2 separate regions of the Gossypium hirsutum genome follow, and region 1 is linked to region 2. Evidence: chromatin contacts called from public Hi-C data. All regions are on one chromosome and are shown on one strand. The core of a region is the stretch at or near the end of the contact, and the rest is flanking DNA. Distances in the headings are between cores, read along the strand shown.

Region 1 (5,902 bases), core at 354-2,853, 370 kb before region 2:
ACCCCACCAAACTCTCAGTGACCCTGAAAGGATATATAGTACTCATCGACAATAACACATAACATTTTTTTGTAAGGAAATAAAAACAGACTTATATACAACTTTTTAAGCCATAACTGATTCATTAGTTCAATTCATTCACTAGAGTCAAGTCGATTCCATTATTTACACTAGCATATCTACTTCCTCCTACTCTAATTCTTTATTACTTCTCAATTTTACCCTTAATTTTTTCCATTAGAAATGAACCAATGGCTAAAATGCAATACTAACTCTTAATTTTTATTCCATATAAAAGATGAAAATTGACAAATTCCATCCTTTCAAAAAACTATGTACTATATACTTCGGTCAGACAATCAATTCTTCAAATTTTCTTGTGTGTTATGTTTGGAGACATGAATTCTAGAGAATGTATACGGATTTTATATGCTATAAAAACAATGAGAATGAAATGCATATATCATTTATAAATTAGTTAAGATTCATGATGATATACATATTATGATAAGGGATAGGGGGTAGGATTGTCCAACGATCGAACCGACGACGGGTGGCAATTGAACTCGACAAGATGATTATACATTTGAATTGAAAACCATCTTTTAAGTTTAGTTCCCGAAGCAAAAGAGAAAGTATTAAGATTAATAAGAAAATGAACATAAATAAACAGAGAAATTCACATGAATTGTAACAAAATGGGAAAATAAAAGGATGTATAGGAACTTACGTATTGATAAATGGGGTAATAATCACAGCAGAATTCAATCCTATTAAGCTCCAAAGACAAAGCAGCGTTAAGCCCTTCGATCAACGCCTTAAGCTCAGCCGCTTGTTTGCTCAACCCAACACCAACTAAAGGCTTTGTAATTTCCAAAATCAAATTATCCCTAAAATCACAAATCGCAACTCCAATCCCCGCGTAGTTGGATGCCTTGTCTTTGACCTTTTCTTCACTAATCAATCCCTTGAAATAAATACGAAAATCATATTCATTGTCAGAAACACCATCAATGGAGTCGATTTCGCTGTCAGTTTCACCCCAACAAAGTTCTTTAGAACACCCTTCACCGAAGGGACGTTCGAAGCAATCGCCCCAATCCTCCCAAAGTTCTTCGGGCATGTCGGCAATCCGGCGGGCGAATTTCTCGTCGTGGACCCGACGCTTGAGGTCGTCCTTGAGTTTCTGGGTTTCGAGGAGGCAGCGCTTGTGATCAAGTGATTCTTGTTGGAGTTTGGAGAGCATTTGAGACGTTAAGGAGAAGACGGTGTCGTTTTGGACGGGGGGTTGTGGCGGCGGTGGTGGGGGTGGTGGGGGTTGGGAAGTGTGGAGAGAAAGGGAAGCGGAGAGGGCTTCTTGGAGTTGGAGATGGAAGGCAAAGTCGAGGTCGGACTCGAGGGAATGGGCAGCCATGAGTTCGTGGTGTTGCTGGGAAAGTAAAGAGTTGAGTTCGTCGTCGTCGTCTGGGTTTGAGTCTCCCACTCCTCTTGCTGTCGTCGCCATTCCCAACAAACAGATCCCCCGTCGATTGACCTCTATATGTACCTTTACTCCTTAGTCCTTGCGTAACTGGGAACTTATCGGCCCAGCTAGCCTTTGTAAGGCTCGAGAAATTGGTGAATTTTAATTTAATTTGTAATTATATTTTTAATTTTAATTTAATGTATTTATATTTGTGAAATTTTAATTGTAATTTAAATGTATATTTTAAGTTTTAATTTTGATTTAATAATAAACTCTTATTATTTGTTTTATATTCAAACCCTAACTCTAAATTCTAAATTTTAAACTTTAATACTTAAGTATAAAACAATGATAAGAGTTTATTTGATAAAAAAAAAAGTAAGCCTTTATTTTCAATTGGAAAATTGCCTTTATTTTCAAATTAAAGGTTAGGGCATAAGGTAGAAAGGTTATGAAGTTAGAATACAAGTTAAAACAATAAGGATTTAACTAGGTATAAAAGAGTGTTTGTCGATAATATGATTCTTTATCTCAAAAAAGATTACAAAAGTAGAACCAAGGAGCTATATAAGACATGGGAGCAATCAGGAGAAGAACAAAAAACAAAATACGAGTAATAGACAATATAAGAACACAACGAGAATCCCTCGAGTTTGATTACAGACCCCCAAGGTTAGGAAGAGCTTATACCAAACCTACATGTCATTAAGAACAAGGACTAAACTAAAAACTAAAGTTAAAGCCTTTAAACAAGGTGTCAACCACCATAATATTCCTTTAGTGCATTGGTAATGACAATAGTTATATTCATTAATGTCGCAAGAAGATATGTAAAATCAATTCACTTTAGCAACATCAACACCATACACAATAGCAAACATATATACATAAAAACTAAAATGCAACATCAAACAAAACACAACAGCAAAAAAAGAAAAAGAAAAACCAGAGACTCAACCAAATTTCATTGAAGGAGGCTTGGGTCCACTCTCAAGTATCATCAACTTTTCAAGCAGGGATGATGGTAGTTGGGAATAAATGGAGACTTGGAAACCATAAGAATTGTAGAAAAGCTAAGGATCTTGCAGTAAGAAAGAACAGACTAAGAAACATAAATCCTAAGACCGATCGAAATTCCCCCCCAAAATAATAATAAAAAGTTCAAGCAAACCATTTTACAATTGAGACAAGCCAAACACATATATCCATCAAAACTGCTTAGGAGATCCTGAAGATGGAGGCGAAATATGAATGCAAATGGTAAATCCAGAACCCAACTGGAATTGACGAGATTCAAATCGCCAACAAAAGCTATTAGAAAAATGGGGAAGAAACCTGTTAGTTCAAAATGGTTGCTTGTAAACAAGCAAGGAGTGACAAGAGTGTGGGCATTCCTTTTGACACTACCTGGAACATAAAGTAAATAGGGATAGAAAAATTGTTTACACAACTCAGTTTATATCTGCGGAACCTAAACTATTAAGAAATACCCACTATATTCAACACTTACCACAAGTGATTATAGTCTATCACACAATGGTGACAATTTCCTCACCTTTCTACATTGAAGAACGATACTCTCAACACTAAATTCACCCTTGTGATTTCAGTAAGTAAAATCACAACACAAAAGATTTTACTATCAATGTGCACTTAGAGAATAAATTTCTTCACAAGATTAAATTAAATTCTTAATTCTCTCTTTATATAATAACCTAGACATGTTTATAGCTTGGGTCACCCTCCCATACTCAAAAGCTCACCCGAAAAATGGGGGTGTTTGGACATAAATATAAAGCTCGAAAAATAGACTCAAGTAAAATTTAAGGCCCGCTTTTTATATGGGTCGAGCCTTAGGTAAGATTTTATAGTCCAAGCCTGATCTAACCCAACTTGAATATATTATGTTTTAAAAAATATTATATTAATTATATATGTTAAATAATAATTTTATATATTTTAGCATTTTTAGTGCATTTAGTGTATTACATATTTTTTAAAAATTATTTTTAAATAAAAACTAATCTAAAAAATCAAATATGGGCAGACCGGGTTTACTTTTCTTAAATTAGGTCAAAGCTTGAGCAAAAAAGTAAGCCCATTTTTGGGTCGGGCCAAACCCGAGCTTGGAAAATTGGTCTAAATACCTTGTATGGGCCCAATCAGAATCCAGCTTGGCCCATGAGCACCTCTACAGTAACCTATATAAGTCTCTCAATTATATAGAATATTTCGAGACTTGCTAATATAAGAAGATCTATATCAAGTTCTATTAAACTACAATAAAATAAGATGAATACAATATAATAATAAAGTATAAGGTAAACATGGACTCTTGGCAACTAAACTAAGCAATCAATGTTTCAATCCAATTCAATATTTATCATCCAAGGGATTCAACAAGGTGATCTGATTTGATCCAATCTCCAAAATATGTTTCCTTAAGTGTAATGATCTTTATTAATGATCTAAATATTACCCATATACTCAGTACAACCTACAAATACCATTAAATATATTGTCAACCTTCAAATATGGAAATGCCTTAAACAGCTCTAGTGGTCAAGGAGTGGATACTCCCTTGGCACTAAAATACCAGTTCCATTTCAACAATCTCCCTCGTCGACAATTTGTTGAACAAAACATTTACAATATAAGAAGTTATATCATCAAGAAACATCAACTCCCTTTTAGCATATTTCCATTAACTTAAAAACATAAAAAATAATTAAGCAATTAATTATTAATACTAAAATGAATTTGCATCCATAACCATCCAACCATAATTATAACTAAGCAAGCTATTTATGCAATTGAAGAATGCATCAAAGTAAATGAAATTCATAATAGAATGTATCATAAATTCATAAAAAATAAATGAAGTTTGTAATAGTAGCAACAAATAATTAATTACATTAATCCAAAGGAATAAAAGACTATAAAAGAGTTCAAAACAATAAGTTCCCCTTAATATCAGCCGAACAGAAACACATAATAGAAACACATCTCCTCATTTGAATATCCTTCCCCCCTCAACCCATAGCTTCTAGCACCTCCTCTTCATTCTCCCTCGTTTTGGTCAACAAAGTGTCAACTTATTCATCATCTTCCAAGGGTAGGAGATCAACTAGCAAGGCCTTTTCTATCGATCTTCTTTTAGACAGTTTTGGCCTCAACTCTCGACCTATCACAATGTTTCTGATTAAACTCAATGGAGGCTTGAAGGTCAACAATGGTTCTAGCCTTGATGCCCTAAAGGATAGAAGTAGTGTTTGTGACAATAGATGTTCCTTAAGAAGTAGCCTATTCTTGTTCAGCTTTTTTTATACTCAGGGTCTAAGATTTCTTATAGCTCATTCACAAAATGTTTTCCCTCCAGCCATTTGTGAGAAATTTTGAGCTCAAGATTTGGTTTCTCATATTGTCTAGTGGCACGAATCGATCTTAGGTTTTAGGAGATATAACTCAAAAGATTAAGGATGGATAAGGCAATAGGTAACTTGTGAACAACCTCTTAGCATACTTTGAAATTTCATCAAATAAAGTTGACCAAAGTCAAACTCAATCATCTCAACAATCTTTATCAAGATAGAAACCATTCTTTTACTCACAATATCTCTTTGGCTATAGGAAGCCAATTACGAATAACAACTGCAAAAAGTGTAGCATAATAGGAGATAAAGATAAAGCATGTAATGTACCTTTCTCAGGCTAGGAGGTGTAGATGTTGTTGGTTAATGCTGCATTTGATTCATCTAGGGATTCATCAAGCTCGATGATGTTGTTTATATAGCAATTTAGCACCTTTCAAATTTTTTCTAGACCAAACTTGAACCACTCTTCTCGTAAGAACACTTTGTGGTAGCATTTTCTGTTCACAATAATACATCAATTCGAGTTGGCATAGAACTCATAGACAATCCTCTTAACATAAAGCTAAACAAAACAAACAGACTCGGATAACTTGACATTATGAAAAATTTGATCATGTCATGATCGGAAAAGGTATTCTCGTTAATGTTTTAATCATTAATAAACCTCTTCAGGATTAACTTAGAGTACCTCTTCGAGTAATGGGGATCCCAAAAAACTTTTTCCTTATATCATACTTAAGTTTCTCCTCAAGTTGCACTCATACTTTGATGTGTTTCATCTAATGTCCCAATACAATTCTAGTAACACTTAATCACAAATATTGTTTAGATTAATTTAATTAATATTAGTAATATGTATATCAAGTCAATAACATTATTTTCATTTGATTATCTTGAACCGTTTCTACTTGTCATTGGTTGAATCACTGCGAATAGGTTTAGTCTTTCTAAATAGCATGTGTTGGGTTTTAATAATACTAATAAGGACTCTATTGAAATACCTATTCATTGTTTCAACTAATCTTTGAAATGTACCACTACAAGTTCGATTCTTAATATGAAA
Region 2 (6,364 bases), core at 1,224-3,723:
ATGTGATGTTATAGGTTTCTACAGCATGTGCACTTGCTGCTTACAAACTACAGCGTCCGGTCAGGATCTATGTCAATCGCCAGACTGATATGATAATGGCAGGAGGAAGGCATCCAATGAAGATAACTTACAGTGTAGGATTCAAAGGTAATGGGAAGATTACAGCCTTAAGACTCGATATATTAATTGATGCAGGGATTTCAGTTGATATAAGTCCATTGTTGCCAAATCATATGTTCGGTTCACTAAGGAAGTACGACTGGGGTGCTTTAGCATTCGATATAAAGGTTTGTAAAACAAACCGTCCGAGCAGATCATCGATGAGGGCCCCCGGGGAAGTGCAGGGATCATTCATTGCTGAAGCTATAATAGAAAATGTGGCATCCACTCTTTCCCTGGATGTTGATTCAGTTAAAAGTATTAATCTCCACAAGTACGAAAGCCTTGAATTGTTTTTCAAGAACAGTGCTGGTGAACCATTGGAGTATACTTTACCTTCTATATGGAATAAGTTGGGAACGTCTTCAAGCTTTTACCATAGGATTGAAATGTTGAAACAGTTTAATAGGTGTAATAAATGGCGGAAAAGGGGAATCTCTCGAGTCCCTATCGTGCATGAAGTGACCTTGAAAGCAACCCCAGGGAAAGTAAGCATTCTATGTGATGGATCGATTGTAGTTGAAGTTGGAGGCATTGAGCTCGGTCAGGGTCTTTGGACGAAGGTGAAACAGATGACAGCATACGCTCTTGGTTTGATCCAATGTGGTGGAACTGACGAACTTTTGGAGAAGGTGAGGGTCATACAAACTGATACCTTGAGTTTAATTCAAGGTGGCACCACTGCTGGAAGTACAACGTCAGAATCAAGCTGTGAAGCTGTTAGACGTTGCTGCGATATCTTAGTCGAGCGACTGACAGCTTTCAAGGAAAGGTTGGTAGAGCAAATGGGATCTTTAAAATGGGAGACATTGATTCTTCAGGTATTTGTTAAACTCAAGGTCTTATGTTCATTTCGTATCATATGTTGAGAGAAAAGGCTTGGACATTGATTCTACGATCTGTTTATTTAGTTTTCTGATTAGAAATCGAAATTTGGGTGATCTTTTTGATGGAAACATTACCGCTAAATTGCTCCAAATCTCTTTGCTCTTCATGGCTCTATAACAAATATACAGTTCGACATTAAGAAGCTGAAATGTTGCAGATAATTTTAGAACGAAAAGGAAAAGTATGGCGATGTCAAATATGGTACTGAGGTTTAAGAGTAGCCTTATTGGCCACCTTAATTATTTCAGCAGAGGGCCTCAGTTCTACCCTGAAACATGCTTATATTTTTTCTACTGTTTTAATTCTTCATATACTTGCTTGATGATACTTTGCTCATAGATATTGATGATTCCTGTTTCACTCTTTTAATCTAACCACATGCAGGCATATAACAGTTCCGTGAACTTATCAGCAATTTCGTTATATGTACCAGACATTTCGTCCCTGAGTTACTTGAATTATGGTGCTGCAGTGAGTGAGGCAAGTATATCAACGGATCTTATTCTTCTTTTATTCATTCTTTGCAGTTTTCCTCAAGGCGAATTTTCCAGAGCTAGTCAATTAAACATGTCTCGTTCATCTTATATCGGTTGCAGAATCTCAAAAACAAATTCCTAATAATGAAGATGTGGCATTGCAGGTGGAGATAGACGTTTTAACAGGGCAAACCACAATATTACAAACAGATATCATATATGATTGCGGCCAAAGCTTAAATCCTGCTGTTGATTTAGGACAGGTTATGATCTTTTATATGATTTCAATGCTCTGCAGCATTTGGGTTTTTTTTCTTTTTTACATGCAATCATGATTAAATTCAAGCATTGACTAACAAGTTTCTTGGGTCTTTTTTTTTTTTTTCCTATAAGACTGAAGGAGCATTTGTTCAAGGAATAGGGTTCTTTATGCTTGAAGAATATCCTACAAACTCTAAAGGATTAGTGACTGCAGAAGGCACTTGGACTTATAAGATCCCCACAGTGGACACTATACCTAAGCAGTTTAATGTAGAAATCCTCAACAGTGGACATCATAAACATCGTGTACTTTCATCAAAAGGCAAGTTGGGATTTTTTCATCAAACAATTATTATGTATGCATGCATGTAAGTATGTAAAAGATGGGCATCCGGTTCTTACTGCAATCATCAAACAATTTGTTCCTTTGCAGCTTCGGGAGAGCCGCCGTTAACGCTAGCAGTTCCGGTACACTGTGCTATAAGAGCAGCTATAAAAGAAGCCAGGGAACAACTTCATTCATGGGGAGGAGACGAGTCTAGTTCAACATTTAAGTTGGAGGTACCTGCAATCATGCCTGTTGTGAAGGAGCTTTGTGGGCTTGACAGCGTTCAAAGATTCTTACAGTGGACAATCGGAAGCTAAGTGATAGGATTCTGAAGGCTATCAGTTAAACAATATCCCAATCTTTGATTGCCTGTAGAGAAAGCAAGGTTTATCATTAGTCTTTCACAAGCCCTTCATGTTGGGCCTATATGGTTTGTTGGATCTCTTGTGCAAACCTGTTAATTCTTGTGTTAGTATTGTGTTCGTCTTCTTCTTACTATCACGATTATTGTAATTGTTATTATTATTATTCCTATTTATGTCGTGTTATTACTTATGTTAAAAAAAGTAATTAAAATTTTAATTGAATCAATATGTTATTATAGATTTTTTAAAAGTTTAAATATGCATTTAGTCCTCAAATTTGATACTTTTTCTCAAGTTAGTATCTATATTTTTTGTCTCAATTTATACCAAACTTTTTTACCAGTTTATTGAAGCAATTTATGAAAAATGCCAAGTAATAGTACCCGCTAGTGTTTGGCATTACACAAGCTCATAAACTTGCTATATATGTGTTAGCGAATTTTGGTAACAAAAAACATTGGGTTAAGATATTTGTTGTTAATATTGATGTATGCAAGTCATTCTATGATATATAAACCGTTTATAGTAACATATCTTGAAGATCGATTTGGATTGAGTTAAGAAAATTAACTTTCCTATTTTGAAGAGATTGGATCAGATCAAGTAAACTTGGAAGCATATCCTGAATACTCAAGATTTATCTTGGACTTATTGAAGATATTTTCAAAGTTGATTATTTAGCTATTTTAATGGGAAGATTCATTGTAATTTATATAGTGTGTTTGCAAGTCTCAATTTCATATATATTGAGGAGACTTGTATAAGTGGTGTACTGATCTGAGAGCACTTTATTCTATTAATTGATGAATGTTTCTTTGGAGTGCATTGAGGGTAAAATTAAGTGTGTTACTTGGTTTTTATCCTAAGTTGTCTAGGGGAAAACCAGGAAAGTGATCTAGATCTTAGGTGCAAAAGTGATATTTTAATCCGGTAAATGTTAGAGCTTATAATCACTTGTTATACGAGGTGTTAACATACTGAATTTCCTCTCTAAGTAAGGCTCCATAGACATGGGAAAACTGAACTGCATCAACATATCACTATATTTTTCATTTTTCTTCATCAATACTTAAAGTAGTTGACACTGCTCAATTTTGCTTACAAATGTCATTCATAGTTCTTTCAATTAGTACAGACTGTCACTTAAAACAACTAATGGGTATCTTGGTCTAAAGATTGCTTGCAAATCGAAGGTTTATCAGTGTCTCATCCCTTTATACTCAACAGTACAAATTACGCCTATGGGAAAGCAATAAGGATGGATTTCATCAAGTCTACGAATGAAAAAACCTAAAAGTTTACTCTTAATTATGCATCGAACTTCTTAATTATATTATTTATACTTATGTTTTATTTATTATGGATTTAGTAGAATAATTGGAGAAAAAATTGAGTTAATGATTAATTTTGACAAGTTTTTGTGGAATAGACTTTCAACACAGCATTACTCCAAAACTCCGTTTTAGGCTCATAATATATTTGTTTGAAGGTAATTGAAAGATTTAACCAAAGTTATTTCATGAATCAAACCTAAAAAAATGTCAAAAAAGTGTCTAAAATTGTTTTAGAAGTTTAACGCAAAAATCTACCAAAATTTTGCTTTATTTTAATCAAGGAAAATTTTGTATTTTCTCATTTATGTGATTTTTGCCTTATAAATAGACATTATTAGGTTAATACCTAGAGACAACCACTGTTAGTATTATTTTGATTTTTTTGTGTTCTTTATTTTATGGATTACTAAACTATTTTTCTAGTCAAAGAACCTCAAAAAACTCGAGGAGTTTATTCTCAAGAAATTTACGTATCTTTTATATGCTTATTCCGCGTATTTACAGGTATCTTTTATGGATTATTTTGATTTCGCATCCTACTTCCCAAATATGCAGAAAAACTCAATTTTTAGGCTTCATGAGCATTCAAAGTCTATAAATACCCATTAAAAGAAGACATAATGGGGCAATCAGAAAAGATCGAAGAAAAAACTCGAAGAACGCCATCGGAACCAACTCGGAAGCGGATCTCCGTTGGAAACACTCAAAGAACGCCATCAGAACCAACTCGGAAGCGGATCTCTATCAAGATTGAAGATCTCCCTCTAGTTTCTTGCGAAGTTTTATTGAGTTTCTTTATGTCTTGTGGTTATTCTAATTTTGAGATGTTTCTATTTAGGATTATGAACTAATTCCCTAGATACCTAGGGAGGATGAAACCTACGATGAATCTTTTTATTTAATTTTTGTTTTTACGCAATAAATAGTTGATTCTTATTCTCAATTATGCATGCTTATTTCTTGTTTTAATATTTTCAGGATATTAATTCATGTTTAATGTGCTTAATTTAGTGGAGCAAAAGTCTCTGTTTAATAGTAGATCTAGCATAATTGAGTGGATTTGCATGTAATCCTAGAAATAGGATGACATAAATCTATCTGATTAGAGTCAAATCTCATAGGGGAATCCATAGATCGAGTTAATGTGACGATAGGGGTTCTAATCGGAAAGAGATTTCAATTAATCAACCTAGAGTCAGTTGTTCTTACTCTCGAAAGGGATAATTAATCTAATTTAGGGATTTTTACGGATCAAAACACCAGTGAATAAATCATTTAATTCAGATTCATAATAATAGGTGAAGTCTAGGTGGATTCTTTCTTGGGCATTGTCTATCTCATTGGTTAATATTCGATTATTTCTCTGTTGCATTCTTAGTTAAACTAGTTTAGTAAATTTAGAATAAAACACATCACCCCAAATTATTCTCTACTCACCATAGCTATACTATTGTTCGATAGGTGCACTTTCCTTTATCGTATTTATTATTAGTTTGTAACCGTCAGTCACGACATTGATGCCCTAGAAGTCGCGACACCAAGTCCCTTCACCTTGAGGATCCAAACTTCAATGAGAAATCAATATGCAGCCTACTATTAAGGGAGTTGCGTCATCGAGCCTAAAGTAGCAACACCAACAAGTCACGAACCACTGAAGGTGTTAAAGTGAAAAAATCATGGTCGCCATCACTGAAGCCTAGGTGTCATGACACCGATGCTTGACGAGAGGAAAATTTTTTACATGATGAATAACTTAATCGCTATTTGATAGTAATTGACTTTTTATAAAGAAAGATATAATGATTGTCGTGAGATAAAATAGGATCATATTGGGATAATAGATTTATCCCAAAGATATTAAGGATATCCTATTAGGGTGACACACTTATGATAAGATCATTGGACAAACACTAATCGAGTAGCTTTCGTAATGATATATTATTAGGGAGAGCTCAGTCACGATACTATAGTGGAATGACTTCATGACTAAATGAGTTTATAATTAATAGGTGAAAAACTTAAACTTGATTACAAATTATTTAAGCCCTAATTACATATGTTCAATCGGTTCCTCCGCTAAATCGTTGAAACCAGAAATGAATTGCATGATTGAATCAAATGAACAGAAATGGATAGAAATGAAAAAAGTTAGATAAATGGGTTACATTCAGAAATAAATATGGTTTCTCACTAAGTATGGAAATGACCTGAGAATTAATTTAATTTTTTTAATTATTTAATTAAATAATTGAAGTTCAAAAATAGAATTAAATTAATTGGTCACTATGAAATTCATTGAATGTAGAAATTAAATATATTTTCTCATAGATTTTTTACGATAAAGTTGTCATGATTTTAATAAAATTAGAATTGAGTTGAGAAAATTATTTAATTAGAAAATTAATTAATTAAAATTAATTTAATAAATAACATTTATTTTGGAAAATAGAAAATATGTATTGGGTTAGATTAAATTATAAAATGTTAGGTTAAAAGTTCAAAAGCACATATAGTTGGACCTAATACATGAGAGGCCTGGATCCCATCATAATA

Evidence for each region. A called contact is a pair of places that touch in the nucleus more often than the background predicts.
Region 1: a Hi-C map of leaf shows a contact between it and region 2, with 3 times the contacts expected there. The contact joins the promoter of LOC107953205 here to the enhancer-like site in region 2. A contact is called at or near these places in 3 of 34 Hi-C or Micro-C datasets (all in leaf).

What each region holds. Positions count from the first base shown.
Region 1 is chrA07:22,526,251-22,532,152 of Gossypium_hirsutum_v2.1, reverse strand. LOC107953205 reads right to left here and starts at 1,603. Exons shown (of 3, transcript XM_016888442.2): 1 at 731-1,603. The coding sequence starts at 1,504.
Region 2 is chrA07:22,159,305-22,165,668 of Gossypium_hirsutum_v2.1, reverse strand. It overlaps the pseudogene LOC107955878. Among protein-coding and RNA genes, the nearest start is that of LOC107953133, 32 kb to the right of the region's middle. Within about 2 kb of position 2,473, at least 5 of the 9 cell types and tissues checked have an H3K27ac peak or open chromatin away from gene starts, as enhancers often do. A contact at or near this core is called in leaf, where this site is marked.